Regions from separate parts of the Mus musculus genome. Here region 1 is linked to region 2. Evidence: chromatin contacts called from public promoter capture Hi-C data. All regions are on one chromosome and are shown on one strand. The core of a region is the stretch at or near the end of the contact, and the rest is flanking DNA. Distances in the headings are between cores, read along the strand shown. Region 1 holds the start of Zbed4 (zinc finger, BED type containing 4). Region 2 holds the start of Celsr1 (cadherin, EGF LAG seven-pass G-type receptor 1).

Region 1 (3,987 bases), core at 370-2,869, 2.7 Mb before region 2:
AAAGTACTTGGGTTCAACTCCCAGCACCCACATAGCAGCTCACAGCTATCTATAATTTCAGTTCCAGGAGGATCTGACATCCTCACACAGACAGACATGCAAGCAGAACACCAAAGCACACCCAATTAGTAAATAATTTTCAAAAATTATTTTGAAGAAGAAAAACGGAGTCCCTCTTCTGGGGCTAGAGAGATGGCTCCTCTTGAGATGATTAAGAACAGTTCCAGAGGGCCTGGGTTCAATTCCATTCAGTCACAGGCAGCTTACAACCGAAACTGTAACTCTAGTTATAGGGGATTCAACATTCCCTCAGAGACATACTTGTAGGTGAAACACCAATGAACATTAAAAATAAGAGATTAAAAAAAGTTCCCTCTTCCAAAATATGTCTAGGTTTGTGTAAATTGATGAAAACCTATCAGCACACTGAGACTTTGAAACTTCCTAAAGATTCAAAAAAATTTTTAACTAGATCTTCTCATGAAAATAAAAGCCACACAAAAAGTCTATATAAAAATTTATATAGAAAAAAGTTTATATAGATTACAGAAAGCATGCACCAATGTCTTCATGCACAAGCCACTCCCTCAGGGTGTAGAGCCAAACTTGTAGCTTCTCAATTCTGCTTAGCATGGAATTAATTCGTGCCTTGCAACTACGTTTATTCAGAGTACTAAAAAAAAAAAAAAAAAAAAAAAAACTCAAAACTAAAATTTCCCTGGTCTTATTAATTTTTATCACCACGATATAAAGGGGAAAATTTCTTTCTTCCTACCAAGTCACAAGAATGTACTTGCCTTGGCTGACTGGCTTTACGAAGCCAGAAGGCACAAGTGTCCTTTTAAAAACTACACTTAATCTTATCCTAATTAACTTCAAAAACAAATGACTTCCCTTTTTACAAACGCCAGAACCGCGACAGCCGCTCCTCCTGAGGCTCGGCGCTGCAGGGACTTGAAAAGACGCGCTGGAGCCTCGTGAGAACCTCCAGACGGAGAGCGAGGACCCGCAGCCATCCCGGGCAGAAGCGAGTGGGTCGCACCAAAAAGGACAAAAGGAACAAAAAATGACGGCAGGTACTGCGACCGTGAAGACGCTACGGAGCCAAAGCGTTGAGTTAAGTTTCGTTAAGCCTCCGCGGTCAGACCCAGACGCACACGCTTCAAGCTAGGCAGGCACCAAGAAGCGTGACACCGACCCGTGTCACCGCCGTGCCGCCTGCCTGCGCCCCTTCCTGGACACGCGCGCCCACCGGCACCGGCTTGGGGGACGCCACGACGTGGCGGGAGCCCGGCACCTGACGAAAGGTCCCACGGGGCGTCCCGCGGTCGCTCCCCTCCGCGGCCTGGGCCCGCCCGCGGCGCGAGGCGCAGCTGTCAGAGGCCGGGCCGGGCTGGGCCGGGCCGGGCGCAGTCTCGGGACACAGCCTCCACCCGGCCCGCCGCGCACGGACAATGGCGCGGTTCCCCAACCCCTGCGCGGCGCCGGCCGTCGAAGACGCCACTGGAGCGTCCCGCGCGCACTCACCTGAGGCGCCGGCTCCGCGCTGCGCTGCGCGGGCCCGCGGGCTGCGAACAGCGCGACGGGCGCGCCCATTCATTAGCCGCTTTGTCTGCCCCCGCCGCCCCTCCCGCCGCCCCAGCCCCGCCGCCCGCGACGCCGCCGGACGCTGCGCCCCTCCCAGGGCCCCGCGCGGGTCGGGGGCGGGGCCCGGGGCGGGGCTGTCGTGCGCAAGCGCAGTCCGTGCGCACCTGCCCCGCCTTGGGGGGGGATGCCTAGAGTACGGCTGGATGGGCCCCGGCTAGGCAAACGGGGCGGAGCTACGAAGACTACGCAGGCGCAGTTTCCCCTCGCCCCATCTCCGGAGGTCAGGTTACTCCGGCGCAGTCTCACACACACGAGGTCTGGTCGCTGGCCTCCTCCGTCAAACTACGCAAGCGCGGTCTGGCGCACCTGCCCTGTCGGGCGTTCGGTCCGAAGACTACGCAGGCGCAGTCGCCACGGCGGTTGGTTGGAATTGCTGCGCGTTTGAGAAGCGCGCGTTCTCAGTGGTTTCTTCTTAGGGCTTGGCCGTTAGGGTGGTCCTGCGCTCTCAACGGCTGGCCGCGGAGCTTCCGGGCTTGTGGTCAAGGCGGGCGCCTTCTCCGGGGGCGTTGCGCGCAACCACTTTCAGTAGCCCTTGGGTGGAGGCTAGACACAGCAGGTGCTAGCTGCTCAGGGCCTGGGGCCATGTTTGGGTAAAAGAAATAAGGAGCTGAACATTGAACGCCCCAGTTCAGATGCCTGTGCGGACCATGTAATTTCTGCAGGTGGAATTTATCCCAGAGGTCCTTCTCTGATGACACTTTAGACCACAGCTTGTTCTCTTATGCGGGAGTTCTGTCCTACGCCCATCTCCTGTTCTGCGTGTTTAGGAGTTTCCTTCTGTGATTGAGGTGGTGGTGGTGCGGTCGGGGGAGGCGTCGAGTGCTGATGTCACACCTTGCTTACCCTGATTCACCATCACTGGTCAATGGACATGGTTTGGGATTCTGTGTCTTTAAGTTCAAGGGAAGGTGGTTGGGCTGCCAGTGCACTGCTGGTGGAAGTCATCATTGGTGTGGAACCCTGAGCCTGGCTTCTGTCTTCTTCGCCTTCCATTCAGGGAAGCTGATGTTTGTGGTGGAGGTGGTGGCTCCATATGAGACTCAATGGGGAACAGCAGAAAGACCTGGGTGGAGGTCCTCAGCTAGCAGGTTCCCGTAGGGTACAGAAGTTTTTTCCCAGTAACCTTCCTCTCCTTGTTATGCCCCTCGTACCCTACACCCCAGAGGAAAGAGAACATCTGCCTTCATGAAGGATTTCCGAAGCCCCAGGAGAACTGTTGAGACATGGGTTCTTGAGCTATAGAGCTAAGGGGTAGCGCCTAGAACAAGTAAAGTAGCTAGGAGAGAGTTTGAGCTTTAGCTTAGGATGTCTCAGCCCAGCCGGAAAGTCTTGACGAGCTTCCATTTGTTTATACAGAAGCACCTGCACAAACTCTTCACCTGGAGATGGCCCCTCTGTGCTCCTAGCCCTGCACAGGCTGTGCAGGGGAAGAAGGAAAACGGGAAGTAGAAGACAATGAGGGTGCTTGCCTGGAGCGCACGGAGCAGGCTTACCCTTCTGGAACTTGAATAGTGTCAAGATGTCGAGGGGTTTTGGAGGGTTAGGAAACTGCGTGTCCACAGAGACCGTGTAAAAGGCAACCGCCACCTTAGACAAAAGATGGTAACACTTGAAATTCTACCTGGCTCTTATTTGCTATGTTAGAATGAGGCAGTAGGTCTAGCAATGGAGAGGTGGATGCTACAGGCAGAGCATCAGCCCTTCCAGAGGGACTGTCCCTGAGAACGGGGAGATCAGGCAGTCCATCTGTACTCATACCCGATTTCCAAGAAGACAGGAAACCTCAGGACAAGGGTTTGCCTACTATATGATCCAGGGCAGAAATCTAGTCCCTTGTTTCTAGGTACGAAGGAGCCCCTCCCCCCAAAGGTAACCAGGCAGAAGGCACAAAGGTCTTCACAGTCTGCTCCAGAATGACCAGTCCTTAGCCAGGCGTGGTGGCGCACGCCTTTAATCCCAGCACTCGGGAGGCAGAGGCAGGCGGATTTCTGAGTTCAAGACCAGCCTGGTCTACAGAATGAGTTCCAGGACAGCCAGGGCTACACAGAGAAACCCTGTCTCAAAAAACAAAAACAAAAACAAAACAAAAACCCAGAATGGCCAGTCCTGAGCCCTGGGATCTTGGAGCTACACCGGTGGTCACTAAGCAGTCTGAGTATATCAAAGTAGCTAAAGTAGCTTTTGGGTGTTACACAGGTACTGTTTTGTTTTGTTTTACATTTTTTCGAGACAGGGTTTCTCTGTATAGCTCTGGCTATCCTGTAGACCAGGCTGCCCTCGAACTCAGAAATCATGGTTAGTTTAACAGGTGGGTGCAGGCACCAATCAAAGGGTGTGCAT
Region 2 (3,908 bases), core at 762-3,261:
AAGAGAGCTCTCAAGATCTATGAGGGTCCAAAAACAACTCTACCTTTAGGTTAGTGTAATGGCTTCTGTTGTTCCCAGTAAGAAAAGATTATTTTCAGCTACTGAGAAATCCCAGAGATTCATCTATGACATAAACTTTATGCTATATGTATGATCGTATATATATGATTAATATCACACATGTGTATATTAGTACACATATATGCTATTAATGCTGAGGAAGCTCCCTTGACTGTTTTTGTTTTTTGTTTTGTTGTCTTTTCTTTAAAGATTTATCTATTTATTTATTTTATGTAAGTACACTGTACACTTTTCAGACACACTCATCGGATCCCATTACAGATGGTTGTGACCACCATGTAGTTGCTGGGAATTGAACCTCTGAAAGAGCAGTCGGTGCTCTTGACCACTGAGCCATCTTTCCAGCTCCCCCCCAACTCCCCCCCCCCACAGGTTTTAAAGCGACCCTGTGTCCTATTGTCCTATTGTCATCCTGCTGGGCCCTGACTGCCTAGAAAACCCAACTCTGATGGTGATCAAGCAGCCTTCAGGGTCCCACTCCTCCAACTGATCCCAGGAGAAATCTTTCAAAGGCAAGAGGCCTGCCCAGTGTGTCCATGCGTGACTGAGGCTGCAGTGGGCTTGGGCCCCTTTCAAGGAGGTGGGGAAAATGTTGCAAAGGTCCGCCTCTCCCCTCCCTAGTTCGGAAGCACCGCCTTTAAGGTGTGCTCCTTTGGAATCTAGGCTCGGTCTTGCGGCTCTGAAGCCACGCCCCACCCTTTCACGCAGGGCGAGAGTGATTCTCCAGCCCCCTTCTGGTTTTCCCCAGGTTCTCACGGATCCTGCCCCCTCAGTGTTTGCTTGTCCCCTGATGGGCAGTAACTAGGGGTTTGGTGACAGACGGTCTCCTCCACCAATGTTCAGGCCCCACAGCATGTTCTGGGGAACAAGGCCCCTCCCACTGTCACCTCCAAACTACATTATTTTTCTTTCCAATTTAAATGTTGCACTTTAAACAAAGTGGAACCCGAATCCGGTTAACTGCCCATGAGATTTCAAAATCCAAGGAACTCCTTGGAGTTAAGCATTTGAGCTCCCGCGAGGCTGGAGTCTAACAGTCTCCCAGTCCCCTGCCACCGCCACGACTCTACCGAAGTTTTCTAGCACCTCTGTATCTTGGAACTCTAGATCTAACTCTCTCGACGCCAGGGGTGGCTTACTCATAGATCTGCACTATCAGGTGCAATGCGAGGATTGAACAGCACTCGGCCCAGAGGAAACTGTACGAGGGACTCTTTAGCAGCCGCGGCCCGGGACTCTAGAGCAGTAGTTGAGCGCCACGCTCCCAGGGCCCGGTCCTCTGCGGATGTTGGGTGCCAAGACCGAAAGGGAAGGGGCTGGAGGCCAGGCCCCGCTAGGGCCGCGCCCCCACGTCTCCATGGAGATCATCGGGGCGCGCACCTCCTGGCTGGCTCCCTCCCCATCATCCTCCCCCTCCCAGGGCTGAACAATGAGCCACTGGGAGGGGGCGGGGCGGGGCCGGGGGCGGGGAGAGAGAGAGAGTGGCGGGGGCGCTGGCAAAGCACACCGCCTAGCCAGCAATCCGTCGCCAGGGTCTGCGGGCGGTGTGGTGATCGCAGCCCCCGCCCCGCCCCGGGCCCGCCCAGCTTCCCACGCCCGCCCAGCAGAGTCGGTGCTGGGGCCACCTGGAGCCGCCTGGAGCCGGCGCTGCTGCAGGTTGATGCGCGGCGCCCTCCCGGGACGCACGGAGGAGCCATCTTGAAACCAACTTGGCAAACTTTCGCAAAGTGCTCTCGAAGTGGAAGCTGAGCGGGAGGCCGGGCGCGCGGCCCCCGGTGTCCTCGCCAGGGCCCCCGGGGAGGCAGAGCGCGGGCCGCCCCGAGGGCCCGGCGCTGGGCGCGCGGGAGCCGCCCCCCGGCCGCGCCGGGTGGATGCGGAGGTGCGCCGGGTGCATGGATTGTGCTCCGGCGCCCGGCTCGGGCTGCGGCTCCGGGCCATGGCGCCGTCATCGCCGCGCGTGCTGCCCGCGCTGGTGTTGCTGGCCGCCGCCGCCCTGCCAGCCCTGGAGTTGGGAGCAGCCGCTTGGGAGCTGCGGGTGCCTGGCGGGGCCCGCGCCTTCGCTCTCGGACCCGGCTGGAGCTACAGGTTGGACACCACGCGCACGCCTCGGGAGCTGCTGGACGTGAGCCGCGAGGGGCCAGCAGCCGGTCGGAGGCTTGGGCTTGGCGCGGGGACTCTGGGCTGTGCCCGCTTGGCCGGGAGGCTGCTGCCGCTGCAGGTCCGGCTGGTCGCCCGCGGCGCCCCGACGGCCCCGAGCTTGGTACTAAGGGCACGCGCCTATGGTGCCCGCTGTGGGGTCCGGCTGTTGCGCCGCTCGGCCCGCGGTGCAGAGCTGCGCTCTCCGGCCGTCCGCTCAGTTCCTGGACTTGGAGATGCGCTCTGCTTCCCGGCCGCAGGCGGCGGCGCAGCCTCGCTGACTTCGGTGCTTGAGGCCATCACCAACTTCCCCGCCTGCAGCTGCCCGCCGGTCGCCGGGACCGGCTGCAGGCGCGGACCCATTTGCCTGCGGCCAGGAGGTTCAGCTGAGCTGCGTCTGGTGTGCGCCCTGGGACGCGCGGCAGGCGCCGTTTGGGTAGAGCTGGTAATAGAGGCGACCTCTGGGACGCCCTCAGAGTCGCCCTCGGTGTCGCCATCGTTGCTTAACCTGTCCCAACCTCGGGCGGGGGTGGTGCGACGGTCTAGGCGGGGCACGGGCAGCAGCACGAGCCCGCAGTTCCCGCTGCCCAGCTACCAGGTGTCAGTGCCTGAGAATGAGCCTGCGGGCACTGCGGTCATCGAACTGCGCGCGCACGACCCAGACGAAGGCGATGCAGGACGCCTTAGCTACCAGATGGAGGCGCTGTTCGATGAGCGCTCTAATGGCTACTTCCTCATCGATGCCGCCACGGGTGCAGTGACCACAGCCCGCTCCCTGGACCGGGAGACCAAGGACACTCATGTACTCAAAGTTAGTGCTGTGGACCACGGCTCCCCGAGGCGCTCAGCTGCCACCTACCTCACCGTAACTGTCAGTGACACTAACGACCACAGCCCAGTCTTTGAGCAGTCTGAGTATCGAGAGCGAATTCGAGAAAACCTGGAGGTGGGCTATGAGGTTCTGACCATCCGTGCCACCGACGGGGATGCCCCTTCCAACGCAAACATGCGCTATCGTCTGCTGGAGGGCGCAGGTGGTGTCTTTGAGATAGACGCACGATCAGGTGTCGTGCGCACACGGGCTGTGGTGGACCGTGAGGAGGCGGCTGAGTACCAGCTGCTGGTGGAGGCCAATGACCAGGGTCGCAATCCAGGCCCACTCAGTGCCTCAGCCACCGTCCACATAGTGGTAGAAGACGAGAATGACAACTACCCCCAGTTCAGTGAGAAGCGCTATGTGGTTCAAGTCCCAGAAGACGTAGCCGTCAACACGGCTGTGCTTCGAGTCCAGGCCACTGACCGGGACCAGGGGCAGAATGCAGCCATACACTACAGCATCGTTAGTGGCAACCTGAAGGGTCAGTTCTACCTGCATTCGCTTAGTGGGAGCCTGGATGTTATCAACCCGCTGGACTTCGAGGCCATCCGGGAGTACACCCTGCGCATCAAAGCCCAGGATGGGGGCCGGCCTCCTCTCATTAATTCCTCAGGACTGGTCTCGGTGCAGGTGTTAGATGTGAACGACAATGCGCCCATCTTTGTGAGCAGCCCCTTTCAGGCTGCCGTGCTAGAGAATGTGCCCCTCGGCCACTCAGTCCTGCACATCCAAGCGGTGGACGCAGATGCAGGGGAGAACGCCAGGCTGCAGTACCGTCTAGTGGACACAGCCTCCACTATCGTGGGGGGCAGCA

What was found. Promoter capture Hi-C pulls out the DNA fragments that hold promoters and counts their contacts.
Region 1: a promoter capture Hi-C map of embryonic stem cells shows a contact between it and region 2, with 8 times the contacts expected there. The contact joins the promoter of Zbed4 here to the promoter of Celsr1 in region 2. A contact is called at or near these places in 5 of 39 promoter capture datasets (the 3T3-L1 cell line, cranial neural crest, embryonic stem cells and 2 more) and 3 of 115 datasets of contacts at active chromatin or transcription factors (acute myeloid leukemia, large pre-B cells and stem cell-derived neural progenitor cells).

Annotation. Positions count from the first base shown.
Region 1 is chr15:88,749,343-88,753,329 of GRCm38.p6, reverse strand. Zbed4 (zinc finger, BED type containing 4) reads right to left here and starts at 1,619. Exons shown (of 3, transcript NM_181412.3): 1 at 1,528-1,619.
Region 2 is chr15:86,031,880-86,035,787 of GRCm38.p6, reverse strand. It overlaps Celsr1 (cadherin, EGF LAG seven-pass G-type receptor 1), which reads left to right and starts at 2,011. Exons shown (of 35, transcript NM_009886.2): 1 at 2,011-3,908. The coding sequence starts at 2,018. Gm34764 (a long non-coding RNA gene) reads right to left here and starts at 1,535. Exons shown (of 3, transcript XR_384307.4): 1 at 1,221-1,535.